2 separate regions of the Mus musculus genome follow, and region 2 is linked to region 1. Evidence: chromatin contacts called from public HiChIP or PLAC-seq data. All regions are on one chromosome and are shown on one strand. Each heading gives the region's core, a stretch centred on a gene start, on an enhancer-like site or on the middle of the called end of the contact. The rest is flanking DNA. Distances are from core to core; before and after follow the strand shown.

Region 1 (2,833 bases), core at 181-2,680:
AACAATGCCTCTTCCTGTCGACCTACAAAGACATCATTGACTTAACACCTAACTTAGGATCATTTGGATGTACCAAACAACTATGTTTAGGCCAAGAGGATACAATAAGCTCTGATGGAAATGTCTGCTCTTTGAGCTTCCAGGCACACAGCATGTGACATCTGCCTGCTAGGAAGCAGAGCAGTCAGTGGGGTAAGTGGTTGTGCAGCTGTGCAGGGTCAAGGGTTCCCTGGTGTCTGAGGAAAGCCTGGGCTGGCCTGGGAGGAGCTGCCACAGGCATCTCCTTCTTATACACAACCCTGAGCTGCTGGGGATGGACACATATTTAATTGTACATCTTCATTACCTTTGAGACAAGCTCTCATGTAACCAAGGATAACCTAGAACTCCCTTACCCTCTGCTCTTCCCCCAGTGCTGGGATTACAGGGTGTGCCCCCACAGCCAGTGTTTGGCACTGTGGCACTGTGGCTTTGTGCACGTTAAGTAAGCACTCTACTGAACTACATCTTCAGTCCCAACATTTACATTTTTCAAGCACCAAATTATAAACTACATTTTCATATTTTCCTCCCCTTTCAGTATCCCCAGAATGTATTTTTCCATTTTCCAAGAATCAAAAGCAAAATAAGCTCTAAAAAAAATCCAATGAAGAGACTACAAAAGGAGGCTGCGGCTCAGAGGTGGGACCTGAGGTGTAAAGGGGCTGAGGCAGGCATGGACACACAGCCCAGCTGTGGGAGTGCTGACAGAGGGACCTGGCACTTGCTGGCTGCCTATAATCCCTACACTCTAAAGCTGAGGCAAGAGAGTCCCCGAGCTCCAGACGGCCCTGGGCCACACAGTGCATTCCACCTGACCATGGGATGAAACTGTCTCAAAAGAGGAGGATAGTAAAGGACCTCAAACCCTAGTCAGAGACAGCAGCACTGCTTCATCCTCTGCTGCACACTGACAACACTAAGGAAGGACACGTACAAACTGCTTCTTCTTGTCAGTAGACAGCCTGGTCATTTCTTCTTTATCTGCTTTCATCTCCTCCTCGTTATACTGGAAGTCACGAACTATGAACCTAAATATGGAGGAAAATCCAAATTTGTCTACACCACATATAGCCAAGCCAACACATTTAAAAAAAAAAAAATATACATCTCTGTATATACATGAGACAGATTAGACAGATAGACTTACTTGTTTTCTCTGGCTTTGTGTCTGAAATCATCAACTGCTTTTCTAAACAAGGTGACGTTACAAAGATAACTGTCTTGGTCCTCTGAAAGAACACTAAAGGGGGAAAAAGTCATTTTAAGCTCTATACTTAAACAGCAGAATTGAGAAACAGGATGAGAAGGGACCCTCACCTCACTTCATCTGCACCACCTCCAACGGGAAAGACAATGGGCACTCCTGACAGACAGGCCTTCACACCCTCTACCACACCTCCTAGCTAACAAAGTTATCTGCTCACACTCTGGAGCGTGCAGTTCAACTTCTAGCACCAGTCTGCTTGGTCAAACTGTCTCTTCTTGTCTCATGAACTATTCTTCCTCTTTCCAGTCTAATCCAGCCAGCTCACCAGGGTCTGCCTCAACCACTCTGGACTGCTATCAACTCCTGTCTCCCCACCCACCACACCCCCAATCAGAACTTGCCAGCTCGGTAACAGAACCCAGGTACTCTCCTAACCACTGAGCCACCTCTCCAGCCCATAGTATTTATTTATAATATGGTGATTCTAAAACAGAAGCAAGACTGATGAAACTGAAAGGGTTCTTGAGGAATTTAAATGCTTTCTTTTTAATTAAATAAATTAAAATTAGACAAAGTATTTTAAGTTTCATTTTCCCCAGAAGCCTAGTGAACTCCTCATCCGTCCAGTAAATTCAGGTGCTAACTACAGAGCTCACCTAAAGGCTGGCTTTAAGAACTAAATCTGCCCTGGCTCTTGACCAATCAGCTGGTCAGTCACTTGAGGCCACCTCCACAGCACAGGACAGGGAGGGCCTCACCGCCATCATCAGTGAAGTGCTCCTGATTCAGAACACTGACACCTCCTTCCCTAAGCCACCCTATGAAATGATCGCCTAGTTCTTTTCCTAGTGCCTTTCAAACTCAGGTGGACAGTGAGCCACAGGAAGGGTTTTAATGAGAGCTGGAGAGATGGCTCAGCAGTTAAGAGCAGGTTGAGGTTGAGGTCTCAGATTCATAACTACAGTTTCAGGGGAGCCAATGCCTTCTTTGACATCCCTGGGCACCAGGCATGCACATGGTACACATGTACACACACACACACACACACACACACACACACACACACACACACACACACAAACACTCCTAAAAGAATCTTTCAAATTTAAGAATATTAGTTGAAAACAAATAAACCTGGATGTGATGGATCACACCTGTGATCCCAACACTTGGGAATCTGAGCCATGAAGATCATTAGGAGTACAAGGCCAGCCCGGGCCACAGAGTGAATTCTAAGCTAGCCTGCACTACAGAAAGAGAATCTTTCTCAAAAGGAATCCAAAATCTAGGTAAGATGATACCCACGTATGCACTATCTAGCTAAGATGGTATTACTCAGCCCTTGGGAGGCAGAGTTGAAAGGATCATGAGCCCCAAGCCAGACCTGGCTACACATATGTCAAGCTTGGCCTGGTGGAACATACAGCCCTTGAGAGATAGAGACAGGCAAAGTATGAGTTCAGGCCAGCCTGGGCTACATGAGAAACTGTCTCAATAGAAATAAAAAGAAAAGGAAAGGAGAGAGGGAAGGAGGGAGGGAGGAAAGAATAGAGGAAGGGAAGGAGGGCGGGCAGGCAGGTGATC
Region 2 (2,833 bases), core at 139-2,638, 350 kb before region 1:
GATCTATTGCTCTTTCCTATTGATAGACTGTCCTCTCAGAATTGCGAAGATATTGGTCTGTGAGTATTTACTTATTTTTCTTTACTATAGTCTACATTTAAATATGTTTAGGGGCTACAAAAATGGCTCGGCAGTTAAGAGCAGTTGCTGCTCTTGCAGAGAATCCACGTTCAGTTCCTAGAACCTACACCGTGGATCACAGCTGTCTATAACTCCAGTTTAGAAGAACTGTCTGTGCTTTGTGGTACAAAGCTTACACGTGATGTATATACACACATGCTTGCAAACACTTACATGCACAAAAAGTAAAAATTAAAACATAAAAACAGTTAAACTCATATTTTATAATCTTTCTGCATTAATGCACATTATATTAAATTTTGATTGGCTACCACAAAACAAGTATTAGTAAGATGTAAAAGTATACAAATTTGATAAAAAGTAAAGTCACACTTTTGTTTAAAGCATGCTAGTCTTAATATATTTATTAAATAACAATATTTTCAAACATTATTGTAAGTGTTCAAATGTAAAAGTATTACACATATTGCACAGCTTTTTGTAACTACTACCCCTGGGAACCCCACCCACACCAGCACAGAGCAAGCTTTGCTTGAAGGTTTGTTTCTTTGTGAGTTCTAACTTACTCAACTAGCCCCTATTTAAACATATTTAGGTTAGTTCCCATGTAATTCCAACTGCTAATAATGTTGCAGTGTTCATCTCTATATCACTTAAATTGATTCTTCAGGAGGAGCTAAAAAAAAGAAATAGGGAGAGAGGGTAGGCAGAGGGAGAGGGAGGGTAGGGAGAGGGAGAGGGAGGGAGGGAGGGAGGGTAGGCAGAGGGAGAGGGAGGGAGGGAGGGAGGGAAGGTAGAGGGAGAGGGAGGGTAGGCAGAGGGAGAGGGAGGGAGGGAGGGAGGGAGAGATGGAGGGAGGGAGGGAGGGTAGGCAGAGGGAGAGGGTGCAGAAAGGAAAGCTGTCAGGTGTGCACCGTGCCATGCTACTGTTCTGCCACTCAGCTGCATCTCCAGCCAGATAAAATCTGTTTACTTTAATTAATTAATTTACTTGAGACCGAGTCTTGCTACATTCCCAGGCTGACTTTAAACTCAACAATCCTCTCCCTTGGCCTCCTAAGTATATAGGCACAATGCATACTGCTAAAATGTATTTTTTTTAATCCCCAAACTTTCATTTAAAAATTCAATGAAATTCTGTAACAAATTATATATTTTCAGGAATTTACAATTTTTAATCTAAAAACGCAGCCCCTTATAGTAATCCTCAGCCTCAGACACAGGGAACGTACTTTCTATTGTGTGTTCTTCTCAGTTAAGAATGGCAGGATGGGCTGGGCAAAAGGCAAAGTCTATTTTTAGATACACACACTGCACAAAAGGTTAAGCCCAAACATAGGGGTTTCCTACTAACCAAAGAGGTGGGGAAAAAAAAACCCTCTCCAATTCAGTAGATACTTTTTCTTTTCTTATGATGAGGCCTATTCTTCATAGTCTGCTTTTCATACACCGACTTAATTGTTGTTTTCACTTTAATGTTTGAAATATTTACAGGAGACTTGCTGTATTGTAACAGAGCTACTGCTTGAAGAAAGCACTCCTGGGCCAGTCCCCAGCCTGGCTACGACACCGGGGCTTACTCCCTGTGTCTGATAGCTCTCCTTAACTAAAGTCTACTTTTATGACCATGACAAGTGCACTTCTAGGAACATGAAGGTAAAGAGTGGCATATTCCAATGCTAGCACCTACCTGGTAAGGGCACGGGATGCGGTACTGGTGACAATGATCAGAGAACCATGTCATCTCCCAGGTGATCCTGTTCACTAGCTCATAGACATAGCAACCGAGAAGTGTCACTAAGGGCACAAGATACAGGCCACTGAAGACTCCGATGCGAATCATGAATTTCTTTAGCTTCTCTTGGTTCCGGCCATCATGCTGTATGACTTGTCGGACATGATTCAAGGAGATGATGCCGGCTAAGAGGAGAGACAGCCCAACAAATACGCAGAGGCACAGAGGCAGAAGGACGAAGTAGCGAGAGGCGTCCAGGTCATACAGGCCAACGAAGCAAACGCCGCTAATGTTGTCTCCTTCAACCTTATTCATAGCGAGCAGCATGACGGTCAGGAACCCGGGCGCCCCCCAGGCAACGGCATGGAACCACACTGCTTTTTGTTCAATAGCTTCGCAACTCCATTTTCTCCCGGCAGCTAAGAACCACGTAATGGTGAGAATCACCCACCACACGGTGCCAGCCATTGTAAAAAAATACAGAAACATAAATACCACACTGCAAGCCTTATTCTTTGACCCTAGGACAACGGTGTCCCCGAGCTCCAGCTTCTCGTCTGCCTTATTACAAGCCGTGCTATTGCCCAGCAAAAACCCCACGAAGTACATGAGAGAGACAATGCTGTAGCAGACAGAGTAATAGATAATTGGTCTCTCTGGGTATCTGAATCGTCTAACGTCAATTAAAAATGTAAGGAACGTGAACAGAGTTGCACAAAGACAAAATATTGAAACTATTCCTATGAAACTTTTGGCAAAGTCTAGTTCATCACTTTTAAAATACATATTGGGGCACGGAGGGGCACACTGTTCAATTCCCAGAAACCTATAGCCTTGGTCCCCGGAAGTCCTAAGGTGCTTTGGACACCAAAATCCAATGTCTCTTGGGACTTGATCTGATTTCTTCTGTGGCCCAGAAAGCTCTGTGTGTGGATGAGAAGTTACAGGAACAGTGTCATCACAGTGTGGCAATCTGTAAAGTTTACAAAAATTCAATGTCACGTCATCACTTTTTAA

Evidence for each region. HiChIP or PLAC-seq counts read pairs in DNA pulled down with a chosen protein or histone mark.
Region 2: an H3K27ac HiChIP or PLAC-seq map of extraembryonic endoderm stem cells shows a contact between it and region 1, with 5 times the contacts expected there. The contact joins two enhancer-like sites. A contact is called at or near these places in 1 of 39 promoter capture datasets (cranial neural crest), 1 of 15 datasets of contacts at CTCF or cohesin (the NIH/3T3 cell line), 2 of 484 Hi-C or Micro-C datasets (long-term hematopoietic stem cells and uterus), 4 of 115 datasets of contacts at active chromatin or transcription factors (embryonic limb bud, embryonic midbrain, extraembryonic endoderm stem cells and 1 more) and 1 of 9 other capture datasets (adipose tissue).

Annotation. Positions count from the first base shown.
Region 1 is chr15:38,685,253-38,688,085 of GRCm38.p6, reverse strand. It overlaps Atp6v1c1 (ATPase, H+ transporting, lysosomal V1 subunit C1), which reads right to left. Exons shown (of 13, transcript NM_025494.3): 9 at 1,190-1,282; 10 at 977-1,070. Among named protein-coding and RNA genes, the nearest start is that of Atp6v1c1, 25 kb to the right of the region's middle. Within about 2 kb of position 1,430, at least 4 of the 459 cell types and tissues checked have an H3K27ac peak or open chromatin away from gene starts, as enhancers often do. A contact at or near this core is called in extraembryonic endoderm stem cells, where this site is marked.
Region 2 is chr15:39,030,771-39,033,603 of GRCm38.p6, reverse strand. It overlaps Fzd6 (frizzled class receptor 6), which reads right to left. Exons shown (of 7, transcript NM_001162494.1): 4 at 1,772-2,789. Among named protein-coding and RNA genes, the nearest start is that of Gm7194, 10 kb to the left of the region's middle. Within about 2 kb of position 1,388, at least 6 of the 459 cell types and tissues checked have an H3K27ac peak or open chromatin away from gene starts, as enhancers often do. A contact at or near this core is called in extraembryonic endoderm stem cells, where this site is marked.